2 separate regions of the Macaca fascicularis genome follow, and region 2 is linked to region 1. The links are chromatin contacts, called in public Hi-C maps. All regions are on one chromosome and are shown on one strand. Each heading gives the region's core, a stretch centred on a gene start, on an enhancer-like site or on the middle of the called end of the contact. The rest is flanking DNA. Distances are from core to core; before and after follow the strand shown. Region 1 holds the start of STAG1 (STAG1 cohesin complex component). Region 2 has its middle 47 kb from the start of IL20RB.

The links. Hi-C and Micro-C count contacts between places; a contact is called where the count stands out from the background.
Region 2: a contact with region 1 is called in a Hi-C map of liver, with 5 times the contacts expected there. The contact joins the enhancer-like site here to the promoter of STAG1 in region 1. A contact is called at or near these places in 2 of 2 Hi-C or Micro-C datasets (liver and skeletal muscle).

Annotation. Positions count from the first base shown.
Region 1 is chr2:39,601,274-39,604,614 of T2T-MFA8v1.1, forward strand. STAG1 (STAG1 cohesin complex component) reads right to left here and starts at 2,080. Exons shown (of 33, transcript XM_074031099.1): 1 at 1,897-2,080.
Region 2 is chr2:39,866,979-39,870,639 of T2T-MFA8v1.1, forward strand. No RefSeq gene overlaps it. Among named protein-coding and RNA genes, the nearest start is that of IL20RB, 47 kb to the left of the region's middle. Within about 2 kb of position 1,568, at least 2 of the 6 cell types and tissues checked have an H3K27ac peak or open chromatin away from gene starts, as enhancers often do.

The DNA of each region.
Region 1 (3,341 bases), core at 830-3,329:
GCTGGAACTACATACAGGAGTGCACCACCAGGCCCGGCTCCCCATTTTTAGACATAAAGAAAGTTAGGTTCAAAGGGGTAACATCCTTAACATCACAAACCCAGGGGATGTTCAAAGTAACTTCGGTCCAGGACCCACTCCTTCCCTACACCATAGTGCCCTTAAGGCTTTGAAAGAATCAAATCTAGCCATTTTATTAGTCTCTTCAAAGGAGGCAATCCTAATAACACAACAAACTTCCATATTTTGCATCTATTTAAATATTCCTTAACTTTATCAGAACATCGAAACTGAAATGGATACAGAAAAATTTCCACTCAAAAGTAGCTCGTTTGTGAAAATGACCATTGGTAGATCACTTGAATTAATTTAGTTTACTCCAAGTACATTTTAAATATGTAAAGGAAAAAAACGTGGCAAAACACCTGTAGATCTTCTACAACTTTATTTAGGCAACAATTTGTCTTATAAGTATTCTTAATCATCAAAAGCAAGGAAATAACATTTCTGCTTCTTTCCATTCCATATTTCCCTGCTTGGTTAAAATGTTTTAGTCTGAATTCTTCATACATTATGAATATAACAACAAGGTACATTATATCACCCTACAATAAACAAGTTATTTTTATTTTCACTGTTCTGTATATTTCCGTAAATGCTCCACCATCAGAACGTGCAATTTTCTTAAAGCACAAGGAAAACTAAAATGTAGAGTCACATTCAAATTCCACATAAGTTACAAATCACACAACTCTGTGCCAATTCAGATATTTCCCGTGTATTTTTGCAAAGATGCAAAATAGTCTTTCTAGTCAGAACCACGAGAAAAAAACTCTATCCATCTTAACACCAACTTTAACAGCAAATAATTTTTTTTTAATCATAAATTGCATTGCTTTTTGTAAGTGTACGAAACCATCCCATGACTTATACGCCCGGAGCACGATTCCCTGCAATGTGAAGAGAATCGATAACATTTCAAATATGGGTAGATGGGGGTGATGTGACAATCCTAAAACCTGAAAATTTCTTAGTACCCATACCACACAAGAAGCACCCAGTTCGGACCCTGCAAACGAGGCTCAGGTCCAACTCTAAGCACTCTAGTTTCCCACCCCGCCCCCACCTCGAGAAAGGAGGGAAAACAACTTTTATTGGCCTCGTCTCTCAGGGGACTGGCAAACTAGCGGGGTAGTGCTTGGGCCTGGACACGTTTCACAAGGAGGCCCCCGTCGGGGGCTGAGAGGGCAGATAGCTGGAAAGCCCAGCATGGACACCCCATCTCCCCCAGCCAACACCCCCCTGCCCCACCCCGCCAACAAGAAGCCTGGGCCAGCCGACCCGCCGAGCGACCCCCAGGCCCCTCCGCTGAGACGAACTCGTTGTCATGTGACGCCGCCGCCGCTAAAACACCGCAGAAACGCAGGTCGGCGGGCGGCGGAAGGCATTCGCGCCAGCCCGCCTCGGCCCGGCCCCGCTGGGCGCGGGCGAGTCCCGAGAGCCCGGGCGAGGGGGGGGGCGGAGGGCGGGCTTGGCGGCGGGCCCAAGCGCGCCACAAAGGCTTCCGCGCCTGTCGCCGTAGTGCCCGGGCGGGCGGGGGCAAAATTTTCGGTGCCCGCGGAAGGGGTAGCAAGCGACGAAGACGCCGGGGTGCCCGCCGCGCCCACAGACGCCTCTCCGGGCACTCGGACGGCCCACGACCGCCGCACCCCGCACAGGCCCGCGCGGCCTCCCTCCCCCGCACGGGGCCCGCGCCCAGCCCGCCCGCTCCCCGCTCGCGCTCTCTCGCTCTCGCCCGGCCTCCATCTTGGATCGGCGCTTCCAGCCCCCGCGCCGCTGCCGCCGCATTCCCCCTCTTTCCCGCCCCCCGCCGCCGTCGCCGCCGCCCGCACTCACCTCAGCTGCCCATCCGGGCGCCGCCGGCCGTCGACCTAGTTTCCCCCCAAAAGTCTCCGGTGTGTTATTCCCGATGTGGGGGGGTTGTTACGGGGTGGTCGCCGGGGGTTCGGGAGCGGGGGCCGCGCCTTCAACGGAGCTGCAATCCTAACCCGCCATCTGGTGGCATTTTCCACACGCCAATGGCGCCGCTGCAGACTTGGGTCCGGACCGCCCTCTGCTGGCCGCAGTGCTCACTGCCTTGCTGACGGGACGGGCCTGCCCGGAAAGGGGAGGGAGCTGAGGCGCGAGCTAGGGGCCGCGGCAGGAGCGCGCGCAAACGCTTTCCTGTGGGGATTGCGCGCACGCGCACCAGCGGGGCGGGAAACGTGGCCGCTGCGTGGCGGCCCCGCCCCCATACGGAGCGGTCGCGCAGTTCAGCCAATCGCGAGCGGCGTAGGCTTCTGGATAAGGGCGCTGTGGACTGTTCTTGGGCCGCCCGAGGCGGGCGGAAGAACGGCCACGGTGGCGCCTGCGCGTCCGGCTCTCCGAGTTGCCGCCCGCCATTTTTGGAGCTTCTTGGAGACCTAGGCAGGAACCCACCCCGGGTTCCTTCACCGAGACTCCTCCCTAGGTCTCAGGGCCGGCGCTTTCCTCTGTCCCCGCCCGGCTCCTGCTGCCCCCACCCACAGCTCTCGAGACGCCCTGCGGAAACCCGAGGGTGAGGCAGCTCAGATCTCTGCTCCCACTTGGATTTAACAAGGGCCTCAGAGCTTAGCATTATATTTGCGATTTACAGTTGACAAGCGCTTTCACCAGGCGAGGGTGAAAAGGTTTCAAAGGAACTGTTGGGGACTTCCCTCGCCATTAATCTAGACGAAACACTGCCCGCCCCAGGCCGATTGGCGTCATCCTGCCTCTGTAAAGCACATCCTCTCCGTGGTGCTGGCTTTGCATAAGGCGGCAGCATTGGCTAGTTTGTGAGAAGAGAATATAACTAGACTGAGAAAATAGACTCAGCTGTGAAATTGGATTTCTCCTTCCGCAACCTAGGACTACTTTCAGTAGCTCTGAGATAAACATGAGAATCTTAGCCTTCTAGATGCCAAAAGAGAAATAATCACTAAGGTGAAATAATTAACTATTTATGTTGAACGTCACCTCTTCCCTGATCTCCACCTGCCCCTCTATGGTTATGGATCCCTACCTTTCACCTGCTTACAACTTTTTACCACAAAAGTGAATCCTTACTCTACTGGATCATTAGCCCCATATCTGACTAACTGCTCTATCGCTATAGCCAACTCTATCTCAGTATAGAATCCCTCAACTACTTTATAGTCTTCAGGGCCTATCTCCAATAGGTTACCCCTATTTGCGGTTTCTCTCTCAAGGGTTTGCAAGATGTGTGGCTTTTCACTGCAGGAAGTCATAACTGTCCAGATTGGATATGAATTCGTGACTGG
Region 2 (3,661 bases), core at 318-2,817, 270 kb after region 1:
TGGGAGTTTGTAAGTCACGATAAAATGAAAAGGTAGAGCAGGAAGCAGGGGCTGGGGGCAGGTTGCAGCCTCTTCAAAATGAAAGTGGATGGAAACAATGGACCCAGAAGTACCTGTCAGATAAGTCCCTGCATAGTCACATGGTGTGAGATATTATGAGAGATTCTAGAACAAAGTAATTTGGCAACAAATACTTAGGTGTATGTAGTCTAAAACAAAAACTTTATTCAGTATCTATACTGTTTGTATTGATAGCGTATTTTTTGCAACTATTATCAGATAAAGCAAGTAAATAATATATATTTTGCATATTTTGATAAGAATCTAGACTTCAGGATTAGTCACAAGGAAGGCTATTGTAGGTTTCAAATTTGACTAAGAACAGGGTACTGTTGGTACTGAATCAAACATATTAATATGAAGTCATGTCTTTACAAAACATTACATTAAAAATATTTTGACTTTTTTCCACTGAAACGGCCCAGGAGAAATGTCACCTCCGCAATGCATCTTAATGCTGATTTTGGTTTCTAGTGTTAGTTTTCTCCCAAAGGAGCCAAAGTTTCTTGGAGCAGTAGTGGATGCCATCTCAGTTTGGAGTTGAAAGGTACAAGGTAATCCTAGAACGCCTACACCTTTTTGGGACAGAAAGCAAAGCGTTAAATAAGGGTCATTCAAAATTACAAAAGGAACAATCTATACAGGGCTCCTCCTGGCCAAAGTTGGGACAATACAAGCACCAGAAGGAGAATATTGGCTGGCACAATCGATACCATATATTTGAAAAGTCATCAGTCCATGACACCCAAGAAGAGCAAAGCTACCATAATTCTCAGAGAAGATGAATCTAATAGAATGCATTTCTACTTGTTATTCAATCGTGTTGGGCTTATCGACTCGTTTATTGTGTCAATGAAGAATACCAGTAAATGCAAATCCATCAGTCAGAGGGCATTTTTTCTCCTCTAAAGGCTCCTCTCTGCCCCTTAACGTCCAGTCTTTCCCAGCTTGGCTCTCCCTGTCCTTTCAAGGGGTTCGGTGGAAAAGTCTTTTAAGTTCCCTTCACAGAAGGATTGCAGACTCTGCCGGTCTAGTCTCTGGGCCAACCCTCCCCGTCTCTTTAATAAAGATGTTTTTTATTATTTTCCGTGTGCAGTATATTATCCTTAGGCTAGAGTACCTTTCCGGGCGTGCAGACCTCTTGGTTTCCTTTGAATCTGGAGGACTTGATCCCATCGCCAGCTTCCGGAGCTCACCAGGAGGGGAAGATCCCATTACATCCACGGGCGTCTGGCGCCACCTTGTGGTCAGTGCTGAAATTTTTTTCTCTTCCCTCTCGCAATGAAGCTCGCTGGGCTTCCTGGATGAAGAAAGGAAAGCTCAGGCCGGTTTCCCAGAATAATAACTCAGTTACACAGTTTCCACGGGCTTGGTCCTTCACAAACCTCCACTGTCACTGGTGGAGTTAGAATTTAGCAGCCACCCTCTCCTCGCTCTGTGTATCTGTCCCGAGCTCATGGTTTGGGGCTTCACGCTATACAAGACTCTCCCTCCTTGCTGGGACCTTGGCCTCTCTTCTCTCTCCGGTCTGTTGATCTTTCCTCCACGCTACCATTCCCTATCTCTCGGAAATAGACTTTTTTGGATGTCTGTTTTCCTTCTGTGTGTCCTATTTCTAGGATCCCTTTACTAGACGGACTTTCCAGGAGTGTTCCTCAACCCCCGCACAGAGCAGTAGGGAGGAGCCTGCTGCTGCTTGCTCATGTTAAACCAGCGTGCTGCCCAGCCTGCCAAGTTTGGAACTGGAACACTAGAGGTGGCCCCAAATTACAGCTTTCTCTTGTGGCTCCTGGGACTCCCAGTTTCTTCAGCAACAACAACAAAACCTGGAAAAACGTATCCTTGCCAGAGGTGGGAGAATGAGGCTCACAAAAGGAAAACACGGACCTTTCTTGTCTCCCCCAGTGAGAGATTGCAAGACCAGGTTGTAAAACTCCATTAAGGACCTTAGAGGAAGAATTGAGCAAGGAGCCTTCTCAGGTGCCTGCAAACATCTCCAAGAGCAAAAGTATAAATCCTCATATTGTGGAGGAGATACATGTTCCTGGTTCCTTCACTGGACCTCATTGAGAAAATTAAACAAACAAACAACAACAACAACAACACTACGTTAAAAAACAAAAAACAAAAACAAACAAAAAACCCTGGCGGCAGGGTGCGGTGGCTCACGCCTGTAATCCTGGCACTTTGGGAGGCCGAGGCGGGCGGATCACCTTAGGTTAGGAGTTCGAGACCAGCCTAACATGGAAACCCCATCTCTACTAAAAATACAGAAATCAGCTGGACATAGTGGCGGGCGCCTGTAACCCCAGCTACTCGGGAGGCTGCGGCAGGAGAATCTCTTGAACCCCGGAGGCGTAGGTTGCAGTGAGCTGAGATCCCAGCATTGCACTCCAGCCTGGGCAACAGAGCAAGACTCCCTCTCAAACAAACAGAAAACCAACCCTGGCTTTTGGAGAAATGAGTGCCTGAACAAACCTCAGTAACTTCTAAATTTTGTGTCTGTACTTAAAACAGCTCCTCTAGGAAGTGGCCACATGCCTCCAAATTTCCTGGAGATGCCAGCCAGTCTTCTATGAAATTGCCTTAGTATAAGATTAGGTCTACAAAACATCATCTTGAGTTTCTGGCCCTAGGAGATTACAGCCCAGAAAGTAGGCGCCTCGGATGTCATCCCACCTGCATTAATCACAAGGCAAGCTTCCCCAGGTGAAATCATTTCATTGACATTAACTGCTCACTGTCTCACTTGAACTTTTTTTCTTTTTTTTGAGATGGAGTCTTGCTCTGTCGCCCAGGCTGGAGTGCAGTGGTGCGATCTTGGCTCACCGCAACCTCTGCTTCCCGGCTTCAAGCGATTCTCCTGTCTCAGACTCCTAAGTAGCTGGGATTACAGGCACCTGGCACTATTCCCAGCTAATTTTTGTATTTTTAGTAGAGACTGAGTTTTACCATGTTGGCCAGGCTGGTCTTGAATTCCAGACCTCAGGTGATCTGCCCGCTTCAGCCTCCCAAAGTGCTGGGAGTACAGGCACGAGCCACTGCGCCCTGTCTTACTTGAACTTTTGAGTCTTGCAGTTGGAAATAGATCAAAATGGAATGGATTTCCCCTTTTCTTGGCCTCACCCCAGATCAGGCCTAGATTATGGAGGGCCAGTGAGTTGGAACACTTACTGTGTGTTTCTGTTTTTGTTTTTAGACAGTGGTCTTGCTCTGTCGCCCAGGCTGGAGTGCAGTGGCGAGATCTTGGCTCACCGCAACCTCTGCTTCCCGGCTTCAAGCGATTCTCCTGTCTCAGCCTCCTAAATAGCTGGGATTACAGTCACCTGGCACTATTCCCAGCTAATTTTTGTATTTTTAGTAGAGACTGGGTTTACCATGTTGGCCAGGCTGGTCTTGAATTCCAGACCTCAGGTGATCTGCCCGCTTCAGCCTCCCAAAATGCTGGGAGTACAGGCATGAGCCACTGTGCCCTGTCTTACTTGAACTTTTGAGTCTTGCAGTTGGAAATAGATCAAAATGGAATGGATTTCCCCTTTTCTTGGCCTCACCCCGGATCAGGCCTAGATTATGGAGGGCCAGTGAGTTGGAACGCTTCTGT